3 separate regions of the Mus musculus genome follow, and all the other regions are linked to region 3. A link is a contact called in public HiChIP or PLAC-seq and promoter capture Hi-C data. All regions are on one chromosome and are shown on one strand. Each heading gives the region's core, a stretch centred on a gene start, on an enhancer-like site or on the middle of the called end of the contact. The rest is flanking DNA. Distances are from core to core; before and after follow the strand shown. Region 1 has its middle 13 kb from the start of Gm31431. Region 2 overlaps Gm31431 (a long non-coding RNA gene). Region 3 overlaps Mir99ahg (Mir99a and Mirlet7c-1 host gene (non-protein coding)).

Region 1 (4,649 bases), core at 3-2,502, 700 kb after region 3:
AAGTATAGATCTGTGGACAGACGGAGTAAAAGGGGCTGCAGTCCACAGACTCAGCCAACTCAAGTTTAGATCTGAGAGTTCTTTTCCAAGCTCTTTGTATGAGTTAGAGCTAGAGCAGCCCCTCCACAGGGTAAGAAAGAGGATAGATCCTTATCCTGATTGATTGACAGGCTGATAAAACTTTGGAGCATCCCTACATGGGTCATTCATCCCATAGTTCTAAGCATCTGCAGAACCTATCATGTTTACACATGAGATGGTAGATCCATGCTTTCCCCTGGCAGGTCACTTGAAGGTCAGACTAGCCTTGAATCAGTTAAGCCAAATTCTGGCTTAAGCCTGCTTTCTTAATATTTCTTTTGACCCTAAAGTACCTAAGCCCCAAATTACCCTCAGGAGACAAAGTGCTGATGTTGCCCCTCCAAGAGGTGGAAAATAAGGAGATGTGCCACCAGAGCTGGACTGTGCTACAGTCTCCTACCTCAGGGTCATACACCCTGAACAGGAACAATAGAGAATGGACAACTACTACATGTTCTTTCTCAATTTATTAATGCTTAAAGAGATGGAAAGATTAACCATCGATTTGATCATTATATAACATATGCATCTATCAAATTGTTGCACTCTACCCTGTAAATCTATACAATAAAAACAATGATTTAAAAAATATTTACTGATAGCAGAAATCACAGTGTCCATGAATCCTGGTCAGAAATGCCCGAGGAAGTCTGTAAACCTCTCAGAACAGTTAGAACTCAACTCAAGCTCCAAACGTCTCCAAACACGAAAGCTCTAATAAAATAAGTGAGAATCTTCCATAAAACTTTAAGATGCCAAAGAACAGATTTTTATCATTCCCCACCACGCAAAATGTCACTGTCCAGAATCAGAGCTAGGATGTAAAGGCTTTCGTCTGAAATTTAAGAAAAAAAAAAAAAAAACACACACACACACACACAATAATGACCATTGCAGTGTACAGAAAAAAAATCACAATGTGTGCTTCTGGCTCAGAGCAGCAAACAAAAAGGTCTATGTTGAGGAGTGATTGATGTAGCTGGTTTGTATCTTTAATACTCCAGGGCAACAGAAAGAAAGCAAGGAGAATTTAATTTCCTCTGATTAAAAGTTGCGTTTTCTTTTCTGTCTCTTTCTTCTTTCTCCCTGCCATCTGTCTTCCACATCGTCCGTCGTCCCCACCCCTACCCCTGGCCCCCTGAGTTTTCTCTATTTGTACCCGGGTGGCTGAGATCCAGAAGAAAGGTGGAGTCTCATCGTTTGGGTGGTCCGAGTAAATCTTTAGTCTTTGGCTAACCTCTCCTTAGACTGGAAAGTGGCCAAGAATTTGCAGTGTTAGGGAGAGTCACTTTGAAAGGCTGCAAAGCGTCCATCTGGGTGCATGTCAATACAGTTTCCCTGGTTTAGTAAAAAAGAAGGGAACAGAAACTTTCCAGCCAGAGCAACAACTATTTCTCCCAAACTTAAAAGTGCACCCTTGTATAAGCTGTGCTTCTTACCAGTTATAATGTCCCTTTATTTCAGTTTACGGCTTGACCCCTCCTGCTAGCTGAGCCAACAAACTCGTCATTCTAAAGAAACTACTCCACCCGACATGTATTCTCTTTGTTCAGATTCTCTACTCTCTCTTGCCCTCACAACATTTCATTAAATGCAGGCTCAGGACAGATCGGATTTGCTTTTTGTATCTCAGTATAAATTTAGGAACATCAAAATCTCTCTCCACGGCACCTCCTCTTTATTATAACATTAAATTAGGTTCGGGTTCATTCTGAAAGACCAGTTGTATTTCTTTTTAATTAAAAGGAGAAATAAAATCTCCTTTTTTCTATAAGTAGGTTCACAAAGAATGCAGGAGTTATTTCTCCCAATAATAACTTAACAAAAGAGATTTAAATCCTCTGAATTAGAGGGAGGATTAGAGAGGGAAAGTCACCTGCGTAGTTCGAATACATTATCACAATTATTGAAGGGGATGTATCTTTTGGTACCTGGCAAAAGTTAATAAAAATACCCACAAAGGTAACAATGATGTAGTGTCACTTCAGTGAAAATAACCCAAATTGCTGCCATTAGAAAAGGTTCTAAATCTACTTAGGCTCATCAATGCAGGCCTAGAAATTTCTAATGAAGAACTTCATCAAAGGAAGGTTTAAACACTTCATGCAAAAATCAAACTTGTAAAATTAAACTCAAACTGATTCAATTTTTAAGGGTCTCAAGTTCCCACTATTCTAATCTCTTAGCTGTTGAAATCATTCTTGAATCAAACTATGTCAGGTGGGCTACAAGCAAGGAAATGGATATTAGACATGGAAGACTGTGTAACCAGTCTCCACTGTTGGGCAGCTCCCTCTGAAAACCCTAATGCTATAAACTGTGATCAGAATGGTACTGAAAAAGATAAGCAGTACCACACTGTAATAATGCAAATATGTGACCTGGGTTAAAATAATTAGATAAACCATACTTTTAAAATTAAAAAAAAAAACTCCAGCAGAAATGATATTCAAAGAAATAAAGGAAACATTTCAAATTCACATTTGAAGATTTGTTTTATTTTGTCTGTTTGTTTTGTATGTGTATACACAACTGTGTGAAGGTGGAGCCCAGAAGAGGACATTGGAGTCCTTGGAATGGAAGACAAAGATGTGAGCCACCCACAGTGGTGCAAGAACAGCAAGTGCTCCTAGCCTTTGGGACATCTCTGCAGCCCCTCAAGTTTGCATTTGAAACTTTCTAGGTTTTAGTATATTTTTCCTATTAAAAAAAAAAACAAAAAACAGAGCTAAACTACTGACTGAAGTAAAAGGGGGGGGGGGGTAATTCAGATAATACCAGACTAATGTTTTAAAGAACTACAAACTACTTAATTCCAAGTTATATCTACATTTTTTGAATCTTTTTATTGGAAATAGATTTTTATATGAGAAGAAAATCATATGATTTTTCCGCCTCCCCCAGTTCCTACCAGATCCTCCCCCCTTTTCCCATCCACCCGAAACTACACACTGTCCTTCTCTCTGTCATGAGTCTGCGTGTCTCAGTTGGTCTTGAGTATTTGCGGGAATCCTGAAGACATGGGCTCTAATGACAGTGAAGAAATTGATTTGTCAGCCAGAATGAGAACAAGCAGGCAAAGAGAAAGCCAGCTTCCCTCTTCGGTGTCCTTTACATAAACTGCCAGAACAAGAATGGCCCCATCTCGGAAGATCCAGAGTAACTGTAAATCTTCCCAGGTCAAACACTTTCAATTAAGGAAAATCCCTTATGGGTGTACCTAGCCTCTTAGCTTCTATGTGTAGTCAAATTGACAACCAAAAGTAGATATCACACATATCATTTTCCTTTGTGTATATATTATGGTTTCTGGTTTTGTGTTTTTATAGGATTGCTATGGGTATGAATGGCTGTATTTCTATGTATACATGTGCTTCTTACTATTTTTCTTTGGCTTTTTTTCTTTTGTTTGCTTGTTTGTTTTGTCCTATTCTGATTTATTTTTTCTCTTCCTCTTTTCTTCTGTTATTGTTATTACTATTATTATTAATTATAACCATCATTATTATTTATTATTCTGTCTACTTTTCTAATGTCCTACCATTGTCCATGCAAACCATTTGACTTTTCTTTCTTGTCACTAACCCATACAGCAGTTATAATCTCTGTCAAACACTTTCCATGCACTCCTGTTCCTTTCTTGTACAAACTGAATATTTTTTACACTTTTGTGCTTTGTGTGTGTGGGTGTGGGTGTGGGTGGGTGATTCTCACTGTAAACCTAGCCAATCCCAACCAACAGTAACCATGCAACACCCTGAATATTATGTAATTATGAAACTTCCCCCACTAAATCAACTAAATTTAACCTCATTAAACATTGAGGAAACAGCAAGATGAACACAAAGCCTTTTCCAGAATGTCAAGTGAATTAAATTAGATCCTATTCTTTCTGGAGTCATCCCATCTCAAACCTCATGTGTACAATCTTTGCTGTTCATTTTTCTACCACAATTTTTCTCTTCCAGCATCCCACTAGAATTCTCCAATAAGCAAGGTTTGGAAGAATATGGGACAAATCTCTAGCATAAATCTCCAACCCTTCCCAAAATCAGTTCCAAAGGCCTAAGAACCATGCGGCCAAACAATCCTTCAGTTAGTGTTTCCTCATCCCAGATTCCAGGTTTGGGTCAAGTTCACAAAACCTAGCCAGAACATCAAATTCTTCGACTCAGACTTGTAGTGGCTTGTCTGGCCTCTATGCCAATTAGGTAAGAAGAAAGAATAAAAGCTGTCTAGATTAGAAAGGAAGAAAGGCTGCTTTTGAACAAAGTGACCTTCTGTGTGAGTTTCTATATCTAATAAATAAGTTTTGGAAATTAGTGATGCAGCTGAGCAGAGGGATGTTGCCGGGCAAAAGCATCCTACATTGAATCTAGAAAGAAAAAAAAATCTAATAAACAGGCAGAAATAGAACTCTTTAGAAATATCTTTCTCTGATAGTCCTGGGGAGAGGCCTCATGAATTTTGTGATCTTAGCTTCCAGACCCTCATAAGTATTTTTTTTTAACTTTCTTACCTAAGTGTCTCTGCTGCCTGAAAGAGGGACCATTTCGATTTCAATAGCT
Region 2 (4,098 bases), core at 1,155-3,654, 660 kb after region 3:
TGCTAAACGCATGAAATTCAAGAAGAACGAAGACCAAAGTGTGGACACTTTGCCCCTTCTTAGAATTGGGAACAAAACACCCATTGAAGGAGTTACAGAGACAAAATTTGGAGCTGTGACGAAAGGATGGACCATCTAGTGATTGCCATATGCAGGGATCCATCCCATAATCAGCTTCCAAACGCTGACACCATTGCATACACTAGCAAGATTTTGCTGAAAGGACCCAGATATAGCTGTCTCTTTTGAGACTATGCCGGGGCCTAGCAAACACAGAAGTGGATGATCACAGTCAGCTATTGGATGGGTCACACGGCCCCCAATGGAGGAGCTAGAGAAATTACCCAAGGAGCTAAAGGGAACTGCAACCCTATAGGTGGAACAACATTATGAACAAACCAATACCCCGGAGCTCTTGACTCTAGCTGCATATGTATCAAAAGATGGCCTAGTCGGCCATCACTGCAAAGAGAGGACCATTGGACACGCAAACTGTATATGCCCCAGTACAGGGGAACCCCAGCGCCAAAAAGGGGGAGTGGGTGGGTAGGGGATTGGGGGGGTGGGTATGGCGGACTTTTGGGATAGCATTGAAAATGTAAAAGAGGAAAATACCTAATTAAAAATTAAATAAATAAATAAATAAATAAATAAGAACGGCCTTCCACCTCTAACAAAGTATAATATTTGAAAATGCATTGGAAATAAACAACCATGCAGAATACAATGAACGTCAGCTTCAGAAGATGAAGGTTCCTAAGACACAAACGCATTGTGTCTCATGATGGATTAGCAAGATGGCTCGCCATCAACAGAGAACGGTTGATATTTTTATAAGATTTGCTTGCTCTCTGCCACAGATGTATTAACAAATTCAATAACTCAATTCAGATTTCTTCCCTTGGATCCTTTATTAAATCACAGACCTTTACTTCAAATGAGAGAACTTTAGTAGCCTCAGACAGAGGTTAATGCTGATCACGTTAGCACTAATCAATTCAAAACACATTGCAGATGTTCCAGGACTCTGCTCCTTCAAAGAAAATGTTCTTGAGTGTGCAAATATTTCCACTGACCAAACAATGCCATTGGGAAGGGCATTAAGTGCTATTTATGAGAAAACAAATGAGGCAAAACTCATCTAGTAGAATTCAGGATTGTAAAACCTTTTAGTGTTTTAAATTGAGATTGTACAAGGATATACCTATGAGGTTTGGGCACCCAGTGGTGATTCTGGGATAAGAACAGGCAGGTAGGCATAAAAGAATACCACGAGAACCCAGGTCTATCTATGGGGACGATCCATTATCAAAATGATACTTTTATTTCCATCACGATTAATTTTGTGAGTATTTAATAATATCTGTTTAGTCAGTTATCCAGAGAAGTGGAATCAGTAGGACGTGCTCATAGACACGTTTCATCAGAACTTACCTCTGCAGTTAGAGGCTTAGGGTCCCACTATCTGCCATCTACAAGCTGGAAAGACAAGTGAAACCGTGAATTCAAATTGCAGTAAAAGAGAAGCACCATGGCTCATCTTGAAAACGCTCCCATGCAGTGTCTGTCCTGTGTAACCAGGAAAGAATGCACTAGATTGATTTTATGAGGTTAGCAGCTATTATAAAACTTCAGCAACTTCACGAGGTTGATACAGAATTACAGGGCAAAACCTTTTTTTTTTCTTTTCTTTTCTTTTCCTCCTGCTGATCTTTAATCTTCCCCTCATCCTTGGTAATGTTTTCTACGTACTCAGACTTACTTCTAATATACATTTCATCTCTTTAACACTCAATTGGATCACAACACAAATTGATCCTTTAATAACTGTTAACTAAATTGTTGTGTTTTAATATTTAATTAGGCTCATGCTCCCAAGTAATTCTTTGCAAACTAATTTTTTTTCATTCCAGGCAAGCTCCTTTGAGCTCGTCAGCTGAGGCAGTAAACGGTGAGAACCAGACCTGCTTTGCCTCAGATTCCAAGAATTACTAAATAAACCATCCTTCAGTCTACCACAGCAAGTCAACTGAAAACAAGAAAAGAAAAGAAAAAAAAAAAACCTTGGTGGCTGGCAATGTAGATCAATGTTGAGAATTGGCCTAATGTGCATGATGTCCTTGGTTCAATCTTTGGCATGGGAAAAATTAAAATCTTAAAATAATGAAAATATTGAGAAAATGAAGCTTTACCCTAACCTATGTAGCCTCATTGCTAAAGTGTCCCCCACACTCTAGGGTGTGCCAGTATCCTTAAATTAGGTTGGAAAATCCTAAGTACAGCTAAGGAGAAAGATGCTCAGACAAAAGAGGAGAAACAAGAAGGTTGGGGTATGGGGGGGGGGCGGCAGAAAGTGTCACGTGTTTGCAAGCTGCCCCCCCCCAGTATTGTCTGCTCTCATTGGATAGGCTTTTTTTTTTTGACCAATAGTGAGCCAGAATGAGAATCAGCAGCATTCTAAACCAGACACGTAGTGCTAAACGGAGGAAAAACGGATGGTGTGAACAAGTTCTCGATGAGAAGTATCAGCTGACATAGTCAGTCAAGGTGAATGAAGTCTATGAACAAACACAGTAATAAAAGTCATTGCTTAGCTAAGCACGGTTTAGATTGTGTTTCTTTCTACAAGATGGCGTATTGGTGTTACAACTAAGAGGGAAAGCTCAGGGCTGAGGGCCCCTCAGTCTCCATTTGAATCAGAACTTGTCTCCCAAACAGAAAGGAGTCGATGGTGTTCTCAGGATCAGAAATGGGGCGACAAGCCTGTGACCACTCCTCAGTCACATAAGTCACTTTTCCATGTTAGCCACCGTGGTTAGGAAGCATGGAAGGAAAGAAAAAACAAAGAAACTGCAAAGTATTTCTCCTTCCAGGGGCACCTGACTAACCAGTCAGCTGGAAACAGCACATCACAATTTTAAAAGGGTTATGTCGTTTGGAGGAAGGCTCCCCTTCATTGCTCTGAACAAGACACATAAGCATGTATGAGCTTCAACGCACAAACTCTCGAAATTTAGTGATCTTACATAAGGATTAAGTTATAATGAGTTTGGAATAATAGGGTCATAGTGTGAAATAAAAATGACTTCTAAAATTCATACTAATGTTTTAAAACTTTACTATTTCTATGTAAGATTATAATAAATAGATAGACTATGATAAGTTAATGGAAAACAGAAAAGCATTGGGTTTCTTTTCTATGTTAGCACTGTTCACAGAATATTCCTCCTGGTTTTGGAACAAGGGGGCCTCATGGTTTCATTTTGGACCAGGCTTTACAAATTCCATCAAGGCCCTGCACACCTACCAGCTGATTGGTTTGAACAAGAGATAATTGGTTTGGAATTTGGTTGCATTAAAATCCAAACCGTAGAGGAATTCAATTGCATTCTTCCTGTCTTTTCTCGAAGACATCATAGTTCTAAATGTCTGCCTTGACTCACGAGTCTCAAAGCTTGCTTTGTTCTGCTTGGACTGAAAACTCTAGATTGTTTACCCTTTCTCTACATATGAACTTAGGGCTCTACCCCTCCTGGTAACTGGATGCTATAACCTTCAGTCCCAGGTTTCCAAGCTATAAATTACCCTTTCTTGTGTTAAAAAGAGAAGCAGGTATGTGCAGCATACTGAACCCTCTATAAAAGACCTTGAATAAATCTTTTGTGTCCTTAATTATAGATAATGTGTTAAAACTGGCTCCAACAGATGTTCCCCCCCCCATGAAAATATGATAGCACAACCATTTTGCAGGGAGTGTTAAAATGAACATTGTTTTGATAGAAATTGTAAACTCCCAAAAGCTGAGACCAGGTCACCGTGGTCTCAGTGTGGCTGTTTCTAAATGCTGGCAGTCAAGAAGATGTATGGATTTACTTCTCAGAGGGAAGCTTGCTGCTTTATATTTCCAACCAGACGAGGTTCTTCTAGACCCCAGTAAATACTCAAAGGTGCCCCAAAGGCCAACAGGGACAGCTGTCTCAGGGATACCAGCACCTTTAACTTCTCTCCTGCATCTCTACTCCAGCTTTACCAACCCTGTGCAGTAAATGCTTAAAGAAACCATTTGTGAGGATCAAATAGAAAGAACACAATAAATAA
Region 3 (4,186 bases), core at 1,601-4,100:
AACTGCCAATTAAGACACGTAATGATTTGCTACTAGGTTCTCCATGTCACGGAAGAACAAAGACTATGAACATATAACTTTTGCAGTGTGATAAAATGCTTAATATAGGCCACTTTTCAAGGATCATATGATTAGCAAAGTCCTTATGAATATCTCAACATCAGGTCAAAATAATGCTAGTTCTAGTTTTGAGCAGTGATGAAACTTAGGCAGAGGATGGTTTTAAATCATTTAAGTGTGTTTCCAAATACATTTATGTTGCTGAATTAATTCAAATGGAAAGAAAATGAAGGTGTTTAGAGAAGTGCTAAGAGACTTTCCTCAGACTCATGCAGCTCATGTGACTTAAAGCCATTTGATGTCAATGATATTGTGCATACTCTGCAGGTTTAAAAACTGAGTTTGACCATCAGTCAAAAGCATGCTAGTAGCCAACTATATAACTATATATAGTTATGTGAACTGTATGGACTATAGCTAGATGCATAGCCTCAAATCCAAGATATTTATTGTTTTTTCCCCCAATTAGGTGTATTGATAGCCAATGCAAAGTAAATATTTCATTCTCTGGTTTAGGAATGCAATCAATAACTCTGATTAAAGACAGATCCACATGTTGTCCAGGAATCAGGTAAGAGACAGGGAGTGGTGTACGCTTTCTATGAGCAGCGACCACTCAGACTGAGATCTTACTCCCTTTGCACAGCTCTGAAACACAATAAACAAAACACAAATCTGCTTACAATGCAGAGTCTGACTCATTTCAATTTTAATTCTCAGTTTGTTTCAGTTGCTAATTTTAACGTGTAAGGATTAGTCAGCTTGTGTTGATATCCAGCATACTACAGGATGGGGTAAATTCTAACTGTTCTAAAACTGCAAAGTCCAGAACTTTGGCTTTTGGACAGCAACTTTCTCTTATAACTCATATGTGTTAAAAGCAAAGGGCATAGCTTTCTCATGCACTTAATGGTTTTCTACTTTTAAGGAGAATATATTAGATGATGTGATGTTTAGCATAAAACCAACTTTCCTGTTTGAAAACTTTGTCAAAGTCCTGTCACTAAAACTTGTGGAGAAGAATTCTTTGAACTATCAATAACAAGCCCCAGAAACTGCAACTGATATCTGCATAGACTGAGCAAAGAGATACGGTATTTATTTAAACTGGGTGGCATAATAATTTATATAGTTTTACTAGTTGAGTGGCTGAGAAGTCATCGTTTTCTTTTTAGCTTGACTCTTGCTGTAAGGGAGGTGTGTTGTGTAAGAGAACTTGTGTGTTTCCATTTTCTGAAATATAGCTAAGAGGATTTCAAGACATTCAGTGATAGAGTCTTGTTACATTTTTGTCAAATTAGGTTTATTTGGAAACATCACCTTTAAACAGAAGTCGTGGTTCTTTGAGGAAGGCAGCTAAAGAGGTTGATATCCGGTAACCTGGAGCTGCATTTGTGGAGAACTTTGGCATTGCTGTCCTTTTCTTTAGGAAAGTAACACTGGGAACCTGGAGCTGATAGGACCAGGATGCTAATTAGAATGCAAACTACAAACTTTATATCCTGAAAAGAGACCAGAGCATGCTGAGGCAGTCTAAAAAATCTGAAGGATGGATGTAGATGAGATTTCAAACTTTTTACTTGCTAAGTTAGTATCAAATTGAAGCTCAAATATATCAATACTTTTTAAGTTAAAAAAATACTAAGTTTTCTTCAGGATCTACTGGAAGACTTTCTATATCTTTCTTGTTTCTTTTTTCTTCTTCCTTCCTTCCTTCCTTCCTTCCTTCCTTCCTTCCTTCCTTCCTCTTCTTCCTCCTCTTCTTCCTCCTCCTCTTTCTTTTTCTCTTCTTGATGAAATAAATGATCCATACTAGAATCTAATAGTGGTAAATATAAAAGAAGTACTGGTTTAAAACAGACTGCAGGATGTAACACAGCCACTCTGTGGGTTGTAAGTCTTTTGTTGTTGTTGTTCTTTTGTTCAGTAATTGATTACACCAGCACCCCCGCCCCTTAACCCACCTTAAAGGGCAAGCAGAAATTCATGTTTTCATTCATCAGCCCATCCCTCTGAAACGCGTTCGATATTAAGACAGTTTGCAAGGAGCAAGAGCGGAGGAAACAAGAGCCTACAGCTAGGCAGCAGCAAGGTTAGAAGATACACGTGAGATTGCCTGCAATAACTCAGGGGCTTGATTCTGTCCAGTATTTGCATGGAGTTAGCAAGTTAATTAGGGAAAGACGCTGTTCTTCGTGTGCCCTTTTGAGATATCTGTGCCTCTGTAGCTCGTGTGGTGTCATAAAACTATGGGAAAGTCTTCCCAGCTGTTTGACACGACCTGGGAAAATTGAAACATTGATACTGCCTGAAGGTTTTTGCAGCAATGTAGTGCAGCAGAGGCTGACTTGGCGCTCTGGAAGATTTGCTGAGGATATCAGAATGTTTCTTTTGTCTTTGTGTCCACTCCCATCCCCCGCTTTCCCACGTGATCAGGTGCCAGTTAGAAAGTTGCTAGGGGAAGACCGTGGTGTTGGGATGAGGGGGAGAGATTTAGCGCAGAAGGAGTTAGATGGCAGAATTCCCACGAAGGCCGGCGAAGGATGAAAAAGATAAAGAAATCTTTTTTTTTTTTCTCCCTCTGAACCAGAGGATTCTCTGCATGACTTCCTCACTGTTGGCGCGATGAGCTTTCAGGCTGCGATTTTATTAACGATTCATATGGAGATGGAGGGCAGCTAGGAGGAGCAGATTCTCACATAAACTTGATCTGTCCATGAATGCGCTCCTCTGTTTGCCCTGACCCTGGATGGCTTAAGACACTGCCTGTGAGGCCAGTGTGCAGACACAAAGGAAGAAATGAAAAGCAGGCACATTCCAGGACTCTGCACAAAGGAACCCAACAGTTTCTAGCCTTCTCCCCAGAGAGGGTGTTATCTGCATGCAGCCAAAAACATTTGAAATGTTTATTTGTGAACCTTCAGTTTTAACAATCCAGGCGAAGTCCCTTCAGCAACCATCTATCAAGTTGTTTTGCTGTGTTTTAAGTTCTGTTTCTCTGCACTTGGTGAAGCTGGGTATTTCACGAAGGGGGCATTTTCTAAAGTTAAGCTTCAGGAGTCACGGCCTTACATTGTCTTTATTGGATCTCTGGGTGGTTGCTTTGCCAAAGGTGTCCTTTCTAAGCTGCACAGAGCCAGAAAATATTTTAAAGCTGAGTTTGACTGTGTGAGACATCTCGATACTGAAGCTCTGAGTGAATTTATACTGAGTGAAATCAATGCACACACGGAGGTGATGTGAGTTCCCAGGCCTGTCCATCACTGTGTTCAGGAGCATAGATCTAAGTGTGACATTAGGAGAAAAATGGAAGAAGGAAGCAGAGAGAAAAATTGAGTGGGATAAAAGAGTCAAGGAAACTAGGGACTTTGTGACTTCTATAACCATCACCAGCTCACTGTATCCTGTAGCATGTGTGTCAGGATAGTGACAAGGTTTACAAACTATCTTTGTGTAACAATGTATACCAGGATTATTGCTGAACAAACATGTTGCCTGGAACGATAATATCTTTAGGTTTAAGGGACTGAAAACTCTATGTGCTTCAAGGTATTCCTGCATTGAACTACACGGTTCCATAGATGCTCAAAAATTAGGATCTTCAAATACTCAGACTTTTGAGTTTTCTATGTGTTAAAGCTGTTCAAGTTGCTTCAAACTTTTATGCTTCATTATTGAAAGAACCAGTTAAGGAGTCCAGACAAATGCCATTCATCATGACAGGGTATTCCTTTCATGTTATGTGGCTTTATTTCCATGAAATTAACTGTTGTACTTTGGCTAATTGTCAGTAATTGGGGACAAAATCGCTTCATTGTTTCCCTATGGCATGATACTAATTAGGATCTTTGTATTATTGGCTCAGTCATGTTTGGTATTTTACCTTCTATATTAAGTCAATGATAAATAGTACTGAAAGCATATTTTAAGGAAATCCATGAGATAAAATGCTTCAATTAATAGCTAAACAAGCCTTTTAAGTAGTCTACCATAAGTTAACTTGAAAACATTGACATTAAAGGAAGTTTTTGTTGGAGATTTTGTTGATTTCCTCAAATAGTAACTAATTTTTCTGATTTGAATGGAATCCTGGTCAAATCATTTTTAAGATATCACAGTCCCCACT

The links. Promoter capture Hi-C pulls out the DNA fragments that hold promoters and counts their contacts. HiChIP or PLAC-seq counts read pairs in DNA pulled down with a chosen protein or histone mark.
Region 1: an H3K4me3 HiChIP or PLAC-seq map of embryonic basal ganglia shows a contact between it and region 3, with 4 times the contacts expected there. The contact joins two enhancer-like sites. A contact is called at or near these places in 3 of 115 datasets of contacts at active chromatin or transcription factors (embryonic basal ganglia, embryonic forebrain and neural tube).
Region 2: a contact with region 3 is called in a promoter capture Hi-C map of cranial neural crest. The contact joins two enhancer-like sites. A contact is called at or near these places in 1 of 39 promoter capture datasets (cranial neural crest) and 2 of 115 datasets of contacts at active chromatin or transcription factors (differentiating embryonic stem cells and embryonic limb bud).

The regions. Positions count from the first base shown.
Region 1 is chr16:78,100,594-78,105,242 of GRCm38.p6, forward strand. No RefSeq gene overlaps it. Among named protein-coding and RNA genes, the nearest start is that of Gm31431, 13 kb to the left of the region's middle. Within about 2 kb of position 1,253, at least 42 of the 459 cell types and tissues checked have an H3K27ac peak or open chromatin away from gene starts, as enhancers often do. A contact at or near this core is called in embryonic basal ganglia, where this site is marked.
Region 2 is chr16:78,054,212-78,058,309 of GRCm38.p6, forward strand. The region is part of intron 2 of Gm31431 (a long non-coding RNA gene); the gene reads right to left. Among named protein-coding and RNA genes, the nearest start is that of Gm31431, 33 kb to the right of the region's middle. Within about 2 kb of position 2,405, at least 9 of the 459 cell types and tissues checked have an H3K27ac peak or open chromatin away from gene starts, as enhancers often do.
Region 3 is chr16:77,397,906-77,402,091 of GRCm38.p6, forward strand. All of the region lies in intron 2 of Mir99ahg (Mir99a and Mirlet7c-1 host gene (non-protein coding)), which reads left to right. 9430053O09Rik (a long non-coding RNA gene) reads right to left here. Exons shown (of 4, transcript XR_003951960.1): 4 at 1-3,343. Among named protein-coding and RNA genes, the nearest start is that of 9430053O09Rik, 20 kb to the right of the region's middle. Within about 2 kb of position 2,851, at least 155 of the 459 cell types and tissues checked have an H3K27ac peak or open chromatin away from gene starts, as enhancers often do. A contact at or near this core is called in embryonic basal ganglia, where this site is marked.